Regions from separate parts of the Pan troglodytes genome. Here region 2 is linked to region 1. The links are chromatin contacts, called in public HiChIP or PLAC-seq maps. All regions are on one chromosome and are shown on one strand. Each heading gives the region's core, a stretch centred on a gene start, on an enhancer-like site or on the middle of the called end of the contact. The rest is flanking DNA. Distances are from core to core; before and after follow the strand shown. Region 1 holds the start of MOSMO (modulator of smoothened). Region 2 holds the start of EEF2K (eukaryotic elongation factor 2 kinase).

What was found. HiChIP or PLAC-seq counts read pairs in DNA pulled down with a chosen protein or histone mark.
Region 2: a contact with region 1 is called in an H3K4me3 HiChIP or PLAC-seq map of stem cell-derived excitatory neurons, with 2.6 times the contacts expected there. The contact joins the promoter of EEF2K here to the promoter of MOSMO in region 1. A contact is called at or near these places in 2 of 7 Hi-C or Micro-C datasets (induced pluripotent stem cells and stem cell-derived neural progenitor cells), 1 of 1 datasets of contacts at active chromatin or transcription factors (stem cell-derived excitatory neurons) and 1 of 1 other capture datasets (stem cell-derived neural stem cells).

The regions. Positions count from the first base shown.
Region 1 is chr18:24,237,627-24,244,926 of NHGRI_mPanTro3-v2.0_pri, forward strand. MOSMO (modulator of smoothened) reads left to right here and starts at 4,067. Exons shown (of 3, transcript XM_016928694.4): 1 at 4,067-4,364. The coding sequence starts at 4,259.
Region 2 is chr18:24,435,698-24,442,997 of NHGRI_mPanTro3-v2.0_pri, forward strand. EEF2K (eukaryotic elongation factor 2 kinase) reads left to right here and starts at 4,014. Exons shown (of 18, transcript XM_001161085.7): 1 at 4,014-4,429.

The DNA.
Region 1 (7,300 bases), core at 2,817-5,316:
GGACAGTAAATGGACAAATACAGCAACCACTGCCTGAGAAGTGCACAGCAACTAGGTGCTCAGGCTCTCTAAGGATGGAGGTCTAGACCACCCCATCACGCAGGCCACCTAGATCATCTGAGGTGCTGGCAGAAGAGGAGAGGTTTCTAGGATGGATAGAAGAGGGGAATGAAGGGTATGTTCGTTATGCCTCTAGATGAGCTGTAGCGGCGGCAGGAGCTGTAGTTCCCACTAACCCTCCTCTATATGTTTCCCACAGGAAAAGATTCCCCAGGGTCCTGAAAGTGCTGCTTTCCAAACTTAAGTAGCAAATGAGAGGCACAGCACCATGTGGGCACTATTGCAAATGCTGCACTACACTGCCTCGGTCAGGACTGAAGGACTATTCCCCGCCTACCAGGTGGGTGGTAGGTTGACAGATCTCAGCTGTCAGCCCTCTTGAGGAATTGTCTTTGTCTGAAGAGAGCTGCCCTCCAAGCTCCATGGCAGGTCAGTGCAGGGATGAAAAGACTTGGCCCATTTACTCCAACTCAGGCCAACTCAGCAGCTATCCTAGTTTCAGAACTCCCCTGGGGGTCTGCCAAAGCCTCCCATGACTGCAGCACAGACTGACTTCTCCCTCTTCCCACCCCTGCTTCCCTTTCCCCATAGGACTTGATTCTCAAAGGCTCTCTAATAAACTTTCTGCACTAATCAATAATCGCATTTCTGAGTCAGCTCAAAGGGAACCAATCCATGAAACAAACTGAGATTTGAGCCCGGGCGCAAGCTGCTAACTCTGGATTTAGTTTCTTGTGTCTTCTCTAACCCCAGAAACCCCAGGTACATGTGTGGTGCGTCCACCATGCTCTTGGCCCACGAAACCTAACCCCTAGGGAGACAGTGTGTTTATTGTCAGGCTGAAGATACTCCTTAAAGAGAAGAGTGATCACACAGTCCCTTCCACAGCTTTGCCCGTGGTCCCATCTGGATTCAGCCTCTTCTGGCCAAGGCCTGCCATCCATCACAATAGAGCATGCCATGTTCATGGCCCTTTAACAGCTGCAGAATGGCTGTTTATGACTTCAGGCTGCACAGCATATCTCCCTCCTGGAAGCCTTCTATGTTCTTCTGGGTCCCCAAGGCTTTCTGCCATAAGGAGTCTTGTGGCTCATTTCTGAAAAGTCCCAGCTGCTCTGCTTAGGGGTGGGTGAGAGGATGGGACGCTTCTGTCACCGAGGCCAGGAGTCTTGTTAGGCCAGACGGGGGGAAAAGGCCCAGAGAGGTGACATGGCTTTCCCAAGGTCAAGTCAGTAGCAGGGCAGGAACTAGAACATAGTTCTGTATTCTCTCTGCTTCACTCCATCACCTCTCCCAAACCCTTAGGGTTTGCCTCTGCTAAAATCTAGACTGAGATACAGAGGAGAAGGGAACTGATCTGTCCTGCAGATCTCAGAGACTGGGGACTTTGAAACACCAGCCAGGCACAGTGGTGTGGGCCTGTAGTCCCAGCTACTTGGGAGGCTGAGGTGGGAGGATCACTTAAGGCCAGAAGTTGAAATCCAGCGTGGACAACATAGTGAGACCCTATCTCTAAAAAAAAAAAAAAAAAAGAAAGAAAGAAAGAAAGAAAGAAAGAAAAGAAAAGAAAAGAGCTATAGGGATAAAAAGAAGGATTAATGGGAAATCTCTAAACAGTTTGGCCCCTGCCAACCCCACCTCCCATTCTGGATGGTAGGAAGGTTTGGGATAGGTGACTATTCTCTGTACTGATGTGCAGCCATTAGTATGATAAAAATGTTTTAAATTCTTTTAACTCAATACTGGTTGTTCTTGTGCTTTAATCTTAGACCCAGAACCATTTGTAGAGGGTAAAAGGAAGAACTGTATTATTTATTTATTTTATTTATTAGAGACAGGGGTCTCACTGTGTTGTCCAGGCTGGTCTTGAACTGCTGGACTCAAGTGATCCTCCCACCTCAGCTTCTGGAGTAGCTGGGATTATAGGTGCAAACCACCACGCTTGGCTACTTGTATTTATTGTAAACACAAGAACCCAATCATCATCATTCTATTCAGCTGGAGTTAGAATATGTGCAAACTGTTCAAACATTCAGCCCTAGGATTCTTTTAAGCTGGCCAGTAGAGAACATCAGTGGATATTATCTGGGAATTTAGTCCTGTATAGTTACAGTTTCTTCTATCACTGGGCAATAGAAAACCCCAACAAGAAGCCAAGAATATGACTCAATTAAATTTCTCCAGTACTTATTTAAAAAAAGAAGAAAAGAAAAAAGAAACTGAAGACTATTGCAGTAATGTGATATGCATTATATCTGGATCCTTGGAGTATATGAATTATCTTGTGTCAATTTCTGTGGCAGAGGAAAAATAAATTGTATAATAACAACAACAAAAAAACCTTTCCCCCAAGAGACCAATGTTTGGACAGAAAAGTCAATATAGACCAGCAATCAAACCCTTCCTTCTCCCAGCTATGTAGTGACACTGATACTCTGTTGCACATTTCTGCAAGGCTGTTGGATTTGGTGGAATTTGAAACCTCCTGAATTTTGTGGACATGTAAGCATTCCAAAAATAGAGACAGATGTCACTCTTCTAGGTCTTTCTAGAGACGACCTATGTGGCATTTAAGGAGAAAATGAGTGTTTCATCTCCATCTGCTGCACGGAGTACCATTAGGGAGAGCTGGATCAAACGTCAGGGTTAGTGGTGATTCGGCCCATGAGCTGTGGAAGAAAAGAAAACCTCCACCATAGCATATGCTGACAAATTATGCAAATGCCTTATTTTCCTGTTTATTCATCCAACTTAAGACGCTGCACACACAACTCAGTAAACGGGCTCATAACACCTGGTTGCTCAGGTCAAAAACTTAACTCTTGAGTTCTCTTTCAACTCCTTCCCCACTATCAGCAGGTCCTTCCCTCTATCTACAAAACATCCAAATCTGTCCATTCCTCTCCATCTTCACTACTCTCACCCTAGCCAAAGCTACACTTCTCTCTCGTGGACTACTTGGCCTCTTAACTGGCGTCCCTGTTGTCATCTTTGCCTTTCCCCCATACAAGCTACACTATGGATCTTCACAGATTAAGTAAGATCATGGGATTCTGCAAACACCCTCCATTGCCTTCTCATTGCACTCAGAACAAAATCCAAGGCCCCCAAAGCCCTACACCTGGCCTCTGCCTACCTCTTGTAATACTACTCTCCTGCCACACAGGCCATTTTGCAATTCCTCGGACACGCTGATCTCTTTCTGCCCCCCTCCCCTAATGATCTTTGCATTGGCTGTTCCCTCTGTCTGGTCTTGCGCCAGGTCTTCAAAGTGCAGGTCTTTACGATCGTGATGGTCTCAGCGGAAATGCATCCTTCCCTATCGCAGGTATCGCTCCGACTCCCATCACACTGACCTCCATTGAATTCAGGGATCTGCACCTGAAATTATCTTTATTTTACAGATAGGTTCTTAATGTGTTTCTGTCTCTTCCCACCAGAATGTGAGCTCCCCAAGAGCGGGCGCCTTGCCTCTGTCCACTCCAGTACCTCTGCACCTACAACGTCTGACGAAGAGGGGTGGTCGAAAGCTATTTGCTAAATGGGGCAATCCTGGGAGCTGACGGCCGCGGAACGGGCAATGAGAATACAAGGTGACAGGGACCGCGCGGGGCCCGGAGTCGCTCGGCGGGAGTCGGGGCCCGCCTCCTGCTGGAAGACGGGCAGCTCCCCACTCTCATTCCAGTTTTGCTTCTGAGGGGCTCAGGAGGGGCCGCAGCCTGTGCCCAGTCATCAACATCAACAATCTTATTAGTGGGCAGAAAGCCAAGAGGTGGCGTGGCCTGCCAGAAGAGACCGGGACCCGGGCAGGGACCGGAGCCGGGCCGGTCGGGTCCGGGTCCAGAACGTAGAGGCGGGCGGTGCGGGGAGGGGCCCAGGGCGGCCGGCCGAGCCGGGAGGACGGAGCTGGGGCGCGGCGGCTGGGGAGCCGGGACCGGCCTCGCCAACGCCGCGGCTTCGCTTCCGGGTGAGGGGCGGGCGGGCCGAGCAGTTCCGGGGCGGGCGGCGGTTCCGTCTGTGCGGGCCGCGCCGCGGCTGCTGGTCCCGGGCGCGCGGAGGGCGCGAGCGGCGCGCGGGGGCCGAGGGGGCGCGAGGCAGCGGCGCGGGGACTCCGGGCCCCGGCGGCGGCCCATGGGGCGGGAGGCGTGAGGCCGCTGCCTGTCCGGGGCTCGGGGGGTGGGGGGAGCGGGGCGGGGAGATGGATAAACTGACCATCATCTCAGGATGTCTCTTTCTGGCCGCCGATATCTTCGCCATCGCCAGCATCGCCAACCCGGACTGGATCAACACCGGGGAGTCTGCGGGTGAGCCGCTGGCGCGCGGGGCCGGGCGGGAGATTGGCTGAGGGCGACGCGAGGGAGGGGAGACCCGGACTGAGGAGAGGACGGGGTGGAGGGTCCCGGCCGGAGGCTAGCCTGAGGAGACCGGGGGCGGAGGGGAGACCCGGGCCGCGGAGGAAAGGGATGGAGGAGAGGAAGCCGCCGGGCGCCAGCGGGACCCCCGGGCTGAGGGGAGAGGCGCCCCAGGCCGGGTGAAAAGTGGCCGAGGAGACCTGGGCTGGGCTGGCAAGTCCCGGACCGGGGAGGAGGGGAGCAGCCCTCCGATGTGAGGGATCGCAGAGGAATGAGCTTCGTTCTGGATTTAAAAAAAAAAAAAAAAAAAAAAGTCAAGGTGGGAGACGGGAGGAAACTGAGGCTCCTGCAAGGGAATTAGAAACCAGGCGGAGAGGCTAGGGCTGGGAGTGAGGCAGCCTGCGGGGCAGTGCGGGAGCCACTAAAGAGCTGGTGGGCGAGGGGAGGCCGAGAGGGATCAGGTCCGACCCCAGACCCTCCACCACCAGAGGAAGCTGCGGCCGGGGGCGAGCCCGGGCTGCGGGCTCTGACCCCACCAGGCAGGGTGAATGGTGGGTGCTGGGAGAGCTGGTGGGGTTGGTGGGAGTGGGGGGCGCCGGATTGGAGCCCCTCTGCACCGCCGCCCCCGCCCATCCCCTGCCCGCTTGGCAGTGTTTGAGAAGCTTGTGGCTTCGGATTTTCCCTTTGAAGTGTGTATGTGGTTATAATTCTGCTTTATTTTAGGCCCGGGAGCTATAATACTACTAATAATAAACCTCATTTTATGGAGCGTCTTTCCAGCGCATCACAAAAACGCTGGAGAGATCTTAATAGTAGTTACAAAATTAAATAACACATTAGAGTTGCAGGCAGCCCGGCAGCGGGAGCAGTGCTTGCTGTACCACCACGGAGCTGTGGGCGGGAGAGGCAAGGTGGTGCCCTCGGGAAAGAGGCGGGCATCTTTTTGAAGGGTACCCCAGGTGAATGCGCTTCCAAGATTTTTCTCAGCTTGGGCCACTTCTTTCCCTGCTACCTCTTCTCCCTCCCCTCTTCCCCCGCCTCTCTTTCTCCCTCTCTCCCAGACCTGTGAGACCAAACCTTAATTAATGTAAACAGCTGTCAGGAGAGCTGCTCCGATTTAAGGAATGGTCTTGTTTTTTAACTGCTTGTTCAGTGCAGGTGAAGGAACTTTTGGAGGGTTGGGAATGTCAAGCTCCCTCCATGGATAATTTCTTATAAAAATGCGGCCGGGCGCGGTGGCTCACGCCTGTAATCCCAGCACTTTGGGAGGCCCAGGCGGGCGGATCAGGAGGTCAGGATTTCGAAACTAGCCTGATCAACATGGCGAAACCCCGTCTCTACTAAAAATACAAAAAAAAAAAAAAAAAAAAAAGAATTAGCCGGGCATGATGGCGCGCGCCTGTAATCCCAGCTACTCAGGAGGTGAGGCAGGAGAATCGCTTGAACCCGGGAGGCAGAGGTTGCAGTGAGCTGAGATTGCGCCACTGCACTCCAGCCTGGGCGACAGAGCGAGACTCTGTCTCAAAAAAAAAAAAAAAGAAAAAGAAAAGCATCACTGTGCTGTCAAAACTTACTTTTTAAGTATTACTTATGGTTCTGTATTTATCCTGCAATATTTTTAGCTCTTAGAAAAAAAGTGGTAGCTGGGACATTTGTTGCTTCCTCCTCCCTCCCTTCTGTCCCCCAATCTAGACCTAGTAACACAAAATCATGCTGTCATATTCACTGGTTATTAAAATAACACTCTAAAAATTCTGCTACTTTTCTTGCCCATAGAGTTTTAGCAGAACTCTTAATTGTAAAATATATGAAGAAAGAATCAGGATGGTTTCGAATTTGGTGGTACTATGGGCTTTGTTTATGAAAATATTGTTGCTGCCCGACAACTTAACACGGTTACATGTATGACATCCAGTTCGTGACCTGTTGATGTTTTTATCCTACTTACATGTGTATTGACTCCTTTTATGAGACTTTCAGGCTTCACGTACTTAGGGGAAAAGGGGTTTCAGTGCTGTAGCAGAAGGAATCTTTTTACAAAGAAGTTTTAGATAGAATCCCAATAGATAAAATAGACTAAATGACCATGCAAAAGATATAGTTGAAAGAGAAGAATTGTTACATATAAAAGAGAAGAAAGATAAGTGATAGCATAACATTCCTAAGATGGAAAAGGGCATAGCCGGGTGTGGTGGCTCATGCCTGTAATCCCAGCACTTTGGGAGGCCAAGGCGGACGGATCACCTGAGGACAGGAGTTTGAGACCATCCTGGCCAACATGGTGAAACCCTGTCTCTACTAAAAATACAAAGAAGTTAGCTGGGCGCGGTGGTGCATGCCTGTCATCCCAGCTACTCGGGAGGCTGAGGCAAGAGAATCGCTTGAACTTGGGAGGCGGAGGTTGCAGTGAGCCAAGATCACGCTACTGCACTCCGGCCTGGGCGACAGAATGGTACTCCGTCTTAAAAAGAAAACAGAAAAAAAAAAAAAAAGGGCAAGCTCCTCTTGTATTCAGAAGAAAGCAAGGATAGAATGAGTATAACTCTTTCAAATTTGGAGGCAAAATTGGCTGTGAGTTGCCATGGAGATAGGAGCAATGGATGTCCAAGGTCTGAGGAAATAGAAACTGTTCGAAATAATTGCAGAGAAAGCTTGCCAACGGTGATAAGTAGGATTGTCTAGCAGCACTGATGCGTCGTGGAAGTTGATGGTCATGAACATACAGTGTGATAACCTATCTGCCCTCTTGACCTTTTCTAGTAGTGCTGTGTCATTTTGGTACTAAGGTAGGTGAATTTTCCAAGTGTTCTTGGAAATAAGGAAACATCAAGAATAATGTAAAAGCCTCATATACAATAATGAATAATAAAGAATAATGTGAAGGCTTC
Region 2 (7,300 bases), core at 2,764-5,263, 200 kb after region 1:
GCCAGATTGTCTCAAAAAAAAAAAAAAAAAAGAAAAAGAAAAGAAAAAGAGAAAAAGCCGGGCACGGTGGCTCACACCTGTAATCCCAGCACTTTGGGAGGCTGAGGCAGGCAGATCACTTGAGGTCAGGAGTTCGAGACCAGCCTGACCAACATGGTGAAACCCCATCTCTACTACAATACAAAAATTAGCTGGGTGTAGTGGCAGACGCCTGTAATCTCAGATACTTGGGAGGTTGAGGCGGGAGAATTGCTTGAACCCTGGAGGCAGATGTTGCAGTAAGCCGAAACTGCGCCACTGCATTCCAGCCTGGGCAACAAGAGTGAAACTCCATCTTAAAAAAAAAAAAAAGAAGAAAGAAAGTACTTCCCAGATCTTTTCCTGTGCAAATATATAGGTGAATGAAAACTCGAAGCCCTGATGTGTCCCACTCTCATCCTGGGGTTGGCTTTGCACAGGGTAGGAGAGGAACATGCGATCTAAAAGAAGAGTGGGGGTCAAGTGTGGTGGCTCATGCCTGTAATCCCTGGCACTTTGGGAGGCCGAGGCAGGTAGATCACCTGAAGCAGGAGTTCGAGACCAGCCTGGCCAACATGGTAAAACCCCGTCTATACTAAAAATACCAAAAATTAGCTGCGCTTGGTGGCAGGTGCCTGTAACCCAGCTACTTGGAAGGCTGAGGCAGGAGAATTGCTTGAACCTGGGAGGTGGAGGCTGCAGTGAACCAAGATTGTGCCACTGCACTTCAGCCTGGGTGACAGAGCAAGACTCTGTCTCAAAACAAATACACAAATAAATTAACTAAATTAAATAAATACAAGAAGAGTGGTGTCTCATCACTTCCTTAAGTCTTTCAGTAGCTACAGGCGGGCCATCCAGATGGCTCTGTGTTGGGCATTTCTCATACCTAGTAGGCCCAGGACCTCTGAGCCAAAGAGGTGAAACACACAACCCAAGCCCACTGTGCACAGGGAATTTGGGCAGTTAACAGTTTGGAAACCAGACCCTTCCTGTGGTGCCTGCGGCCAGTGCAGCTCTTCAGCCCCACCCTGAGCAGATGGGAGGCTTACACCTGTCTTGTTGCAGTTGGGAACAGCCACGTGACTGTGACTGTAAGACCTGGGGCTCTATCACCGTGGTGAGATGGAAACACCATGAGTCTTTTTTGTTTTGTTTTGTGACAGCTTTATTGCTGTTATAATTGCTGATATAATTCACACACTTTTTTTTTTTTTTTTTTTGAGACAGAGTCTCGCTCTGTCACCCAGGCTAGAGTGCAGTGGTATGATCTCAGCTCACTGCAACCTCCACCTCCCAAGTTCAAGCGAGTCTCTTGCCTCAGCCTCCCAAGTAGCTGGGACTACGGGCATCCACCTCCACACCTGGCTAATTTTTGTATTTTTAGCAGAGACGGGGTTTTGCCATGTTGCCCAGACTAGTCTACAACTCCTGGGCTCAAGTGATCCACCTACCTTGGCGTCCCAAAGTGCTGGGATTACAGATGTGAGCTACCGCGCCTGGCCCATACACCCATTAAAAAAGTATAATTCAGTGGTTTTTAGTGTATTCACAGAATTGTGCAACCATCAGCACAATCAATTTTAGGACATTTTCATCACCCCAAAGAAGAAACCCTACAACTATTAATAGTCACTCCCCCTCTCCCCAAGCTCCCTTCCCTGCCCCTGGCAACCACTAATCTACTTCTCTCTTTATGGATCGATTGTCCTATTCACTGATATAAATGAAATCACATAGTATGTTGTCTTCTGTGTCTGGCTCTTTTCACATAGCATATTTTTTAAGGTTCGTCTGTGTTGTAGCATATATCAGCAGTTCATTCCTTTTTGTTGCCAAATAGTATTTCATTGTATGAATCTACTGCCTTCTTTTCTTTTTTGAGATGGAGTCTCGCTCTGTCGCCCAGGCTGGAGTGCAGTGGTGTGACCTCGGCTCACTGCAACCTCTGCCTCCCAGGTTCAAGTGATTCTCCTGCCTCAGCCTCCCGAGTAGCTGGGATTTCAGGCACATGCCATCACACCTGGCTAATTTTTGTATTTTTAATAGATACGGAGTTTCACCACGTTGTTGCCAGGAGTTCAAGACCAGCCTGGCCTCAAGTGATCCGCCCGCCTCGGCCTCTCAAAGTGCTGGGATTACAGGCATAAGCCACCGCCTGGCCTACTGCATTTTAATTATGCATTCATCAGTCATTTGGATTGTTTTCACCTTTTGCCTATTATGAATAATATTCCCATGAACATTTTGTATAAGTTTTTGTGTGGACATATGTTTTCATTTCTGCTAGGATTTGAATTGCTGGGTTATATGGTAACTTCATGTTTAATTTTTTTTAAGAATTGCCAAACTGCTTTCCATTCCCACCAGCAGTGTATGAGGGTTCTAGTTTCTCCACATCCTTGCCAACACTTGCTATTATCTGCGATTTTGATTATAGTCATGCTAGTGGGTAGTGAGTGTGTTTTGACTTGCTTTTTTTGGTCACCCACGCTGGAATGCAGTGGTGCAATCATAGCTCACTGCAGCCTCCAACTCCTGGGCTCAAGCTATCCTCCCACCTCAGCCTGTCGAGTAGCTGGGACTACAGGCACACACCACCGAGCCTGGCTAATTTTTCTTTCTTTTTTTTTTTTTTTTGTAGAGATGAGGGTCTTGTTATGTTGCCTTTGCTGATCTGGAGCTCTTGGGCTCACACCATCATCCCACCTTGGCCTCCCAAAGTGCTAGGATTACAGGCATGAGCCACCGTGACTGGCCTTGCATTTTCTTAGTGGCTAATGACGTTGAGCACCTTTTCATGTCCTTATTGGCCATTTGTATATCTTCTATGGAGAAATGTCTATTCCAATCTTTGGCCCATGTTTAAATTGGAGTATTTATCTTTTATTATTGAGTTGTAACAATTCTTTTTATATTCTAGCTGCAAATCCCTTATCAGATATGATTTGCAAATATTTTTTCCCCATTCTCTGATTGTCTTTTCACTTTCTTTTTTGTTTGTGGTTTGTTTTTGTTTTTGTTTTTTGAGAGAAGGTCTTACTCTGTCCCTCAGGCTAGAGTGTAGTGGCGGGATCTTGGCTCACTGCAACCTCTGCCTCCAGGGTTCAAGCGATTCTCGTGCCTCAGCCTCCAGAGTAGCTGGGACTACAGGCGCGCCCGGCTGCTTTTTTGTATTTTTACTAAAGACAGGGTTTCACCGTTTTGGCCAGGCTGGTCTTGAACTCCTGACCTCAGGTGATCTGCCGGCCTCGGCCTCCCAAAGTGCTGGGAAGATGGAATGAGAGAAATCCCTCAAAACATGTCATTGTTACTACTTTTCTATCTAGAATGTGTGAAATTTCTAAAATTTCACTAACAAAGTATCTGGAAGGACCTAATATTAAAATGTTCACAGTAGCTATTAGTTTTAATTCGTTTTCTTTTTTATACCTTAGCCACTCTACCACTCATGCCACAGGTATTTATTAAGCATCTACTGTGTGCCACCCAGGCCCTGTGTCAAGAGTTAGGAATAACTAAAGGAGATACTAATTTTAAAACTACACAAATAATTGCAATCGTCATACGTGCCTGTTTTTACAAAGCAGAAATCAGGAAAAACAAAGTATTTCCGATAAAAAATATTTTAAGGTTATGGATAGAGATATATACAAACAAGCGATGGGCTTGGATCACTAATGATTTTGGAAAGGACAGGAATACAGGAACTAAGCGAGAAGCAGGCGAGAATGGCGAGGCGGGAGAGGACGGAAGTTGGTCACTCCCTCGAATTGCCCCCTCGCTGCCGGATGCTAGGCCAGCCTTGAGCAGGAGAACCGGACACTGTGTACTCAGCAGGGGGAGCCAAGACTTAGCGCTAACCATTGCACCTGGGGCTGGGAGCCAGCGCCGGAGCCAGGAGGCCCGCTAGGCGGCCGCAGGCGCTGTGATGGCCACCTGGGGGCGGCCACGTGAGCGCCACGCCGTGCTCCCGCCAGGCCAGCCCCGCCCCTGCCCGCCCGCTTCTGCTCAACCTAGACCAGCCCCAGCTTCAGCCTCAGCTCCCTTCCTTCCTGGATCGAGCGCCCGCACTCCCGGCCCTGCAGCCACCCGAGTCCCGCTCGCTGTCGCCTGCACGCGAGTCCCCCCTGGCACGCGCTCCCACATCCCGGGATCGTCCCAACGGCCCCTGCGCCCTTCCTGGGATCACTCCGACTGCCCCGCGCGCCCTGGGATCGGTCCATCTGCCCCGCGTGGCCCCAGCTGCTTGCCCGGAGCGCCAGCTAGCGCTCCCCGCTCTCCGCTCCCCGGCACTCTCGGGGGGCCCGCCCGCCCTGCACCCTGGAGCTCCGGGCCGCGAGCCTCTGCCAACTCCTCTGGACCCTCGCGGCCGTGGGCAGCGGCTGCCGCGCCTGTCTGCCCGAGGGAGGTAGGTGTGGACCGCGGCCGGCAAGGCTGTGGGGGGCTGGGAGCCCGCGCTGCAGGCCTGTGCGCCCGGGTGCAGCTGGCGTCTGGAGCGTGCTGGGTCTGGGCTTGGGAATGGGGCCGGAGAAGGCATGGAAGGAGAGTGTGGGGGCGCTTCTCCTCTGGTTGTTAAACTCTCTGGGGCTCAGTGCTTGCTTTGGAGAAATGGGGAAGTTGTGCGGATTAAAGGCGATGTGGATATGGAAAGCAATTGGCAAGCAATGGGCGGTGATCTGGCTGCAAGTGACAGAGAGTTTGGGGGCCTCCGCCCTCGGGGCCCCTAGAGTGTGGGCGCATCGCTGCCTTCCTGTGCCCTGCAGGGCTCAGAGCCGCATCCCCCACCTTTTCCCTGAACTAGAGGCCTGCGTCAGCCCGAATTCCCGGAACCTCCAGGACTGTGTAGACGCGCCCTTGCTGCATTGTTGGCTGCGGGAGTTTGTTGGCAGGCGCTGCTGACATGTGTGCCAAGGGGCTGGGCATTAATAAGCCGGTGGCCGCGCGGGGGTGGGGGCCTCCCGGGTAAGCCCCGGCCTAGATCCTTTTGCGCGCGCCTGGGGGATTTCGGGGAACCAGCCCAGCTGCGCCCTGAGTGTGACAACAGATGGGCCGCATGGGGAAGTGAGATCTGCCCAGGGGGACGGTCCCAGGGAGCCCGACCTCTGGGACCTCGGTGGTGGGTGCTTCTTCAGCCAGGAAAGCAGGAAACACTAGGGCTGGAGTCCTGGGTTGGAATTCTAGCTCATTTATGCTCTCTGGCCCTCGGTTTTCTCATCGGTAGAATGGGTACAGTATTAGTATCTACCACTTAGTATCCTTGGAAAGAGTAGATGAGTATGTATATGTCAGGTGCTTGGAACAGTGCCTGGCACACAGTGTCATGGTCTATGGCCCCGGGAGACATCTGATGGCCAAGAGCCCTATGGTTGAGGGCCCTGGACAGGCTGTGAAGTCACAGCGAATTGAGTCACGTAGTCTATCCTAATGTTTTTAGCGAGGAGGAAACCGAGGATCAGAGTGATCCCCAGGCCCACAGAAGCTCCCTAAGAGGAGGCCAGTCACATAAACAGATTCTAAAAAGCGAGATGGAGTAAATGGGAATACAGAGCAAGCAGGTGGGAGCTGAGAATGCCCACTGTGTGTGTAAAGGGGAGAGGGTTATGGGGGAAGGCTTCCTGTAGCAGGTGCTGTTTAAGCTGAGCTGGGGAAGAGGCAGGTGGAAGGAGGTAGAGTTCAGAGATGGCGTATGCAGGTGTCTTCCTTCTGTGTGGCCTCCACAGCACCCGATGTTCATTCCTTTGTTCAGCTATTAATTCAACAACTACAGTAAAACCTCTCAACGACATGAATTTCAGTGTAACATGGCTGGGATTGGCGTCCGCCCTCCTCTCAGCCCCCATTCTCAAAGAAGGGGGTGGGGTCCGAAGTTCTTACCCTCTGCAGGGAATGGGGAGGCCAGAAGACAGAACTGAAGTGGTCACAGTTTACACATAATCATCGGTGTACATTCTAAGAGCTACCGGTGTTTTGGGCCAGGGGCGTGGTGGCTCAGGCCTTTAATCTCAGTACTTTGGGAGACTGAGGAAGGTGGATCACTTGAGGTCAGGAGTTTGAGACCAGCCTGGCCAACATGGGGAGCCCCCATCTCTACTAAAAATACAAAAATTAGCTGGGCATGTTGGCATGAGCCTGTAATCCCAGCTACTCGGGAGGCTGAGGCAGGAGAATCGAGAATCGTTTGAACCCAGGAGGCATAGTTTGCAGGGAGCTGAGATTGCACCACTGCACTCTAGACTGGGCAACAAAGCGAGACTCTGTCTCAAAAAATAAAAAAGATCCACCAATTTGTTTTTCTTGTGCTTTTTGTAACTGTACAGTACTTTTTGGCTGATTAAGGATATATCACTGGCTGGGTGTGGTAGCTCACACCTGTAATCCCAGCCACTTTGGGGGGGCTGAGGCGGGAGGATTGCTTGAGCCCAGGAGTTCAAGACCAGCCTGGCTGACAGGGTGAAACCCGGTCTCTATTTAAAAAAAAAAAAAATCTCTGATTTGCTTTTAAAACATTTTACTGTATTATGTGGCAGAGAAAGCTATGGGTCACCAGTACCCATGTTCTCGTCCTCCTGGGGTGCTCCCTGGATGAATTTTCCTAGGCTTCCTTACCATTCGGTAGGGCCACACAGCTGAGTTTTGGCTGATGAAATGTGAGTGTGTCCATTTCAAGCCTCGACCCTAAAGACCTCTCATTCTTTATTTGTTGGACAAGTCAAGGCGACTTTGAAGGCCTAGAGGAGGGCAGAGCCACAAGCCAGAGGGAGTGTTTGTTGTTTTTGAGATGGAGTCTTCCTCTGTTGCCCAGGCTGGAGTGCAGTAGTGTGATCTCAGCTCACTGCAACCTCTGCCTCCCAGATTCAAGTGATTTTCCTGCCTCAGCCTCTTGAGTATGAGCTGGGACTACAGGCGCATGCCACCGTGCCCAGCTAATTTTTGTATTTTTAGTAGAGATGGGATTTCACTGTGTTGGCCAGGCTGGTCTCAAACTCCTGACCTCAAGTGATCCACCCGCCTCCCAAAGTGCTAGGATTACAGGCGTGAGCCACCATGCCCACCCAGGAAGGATGTCTTTAGGGTTGTTATCTTGCTGTGGGGAGAGTCCCCAAAGCAGTCTTGTCCAGTTTTTGGCAGGGTTGGCATCTGGTTGCGGGACTCTGGGAGCTGTGTGAAGAAAGCCAAGAGTGAACAGCAGAAGCTTGGACTTGTTCAAGCTCGTTCTCCGGGATTCACTATTTCTGGTCCAGTTCTTACACCTGAAGCAGAACAACTGAATGATCAGGGC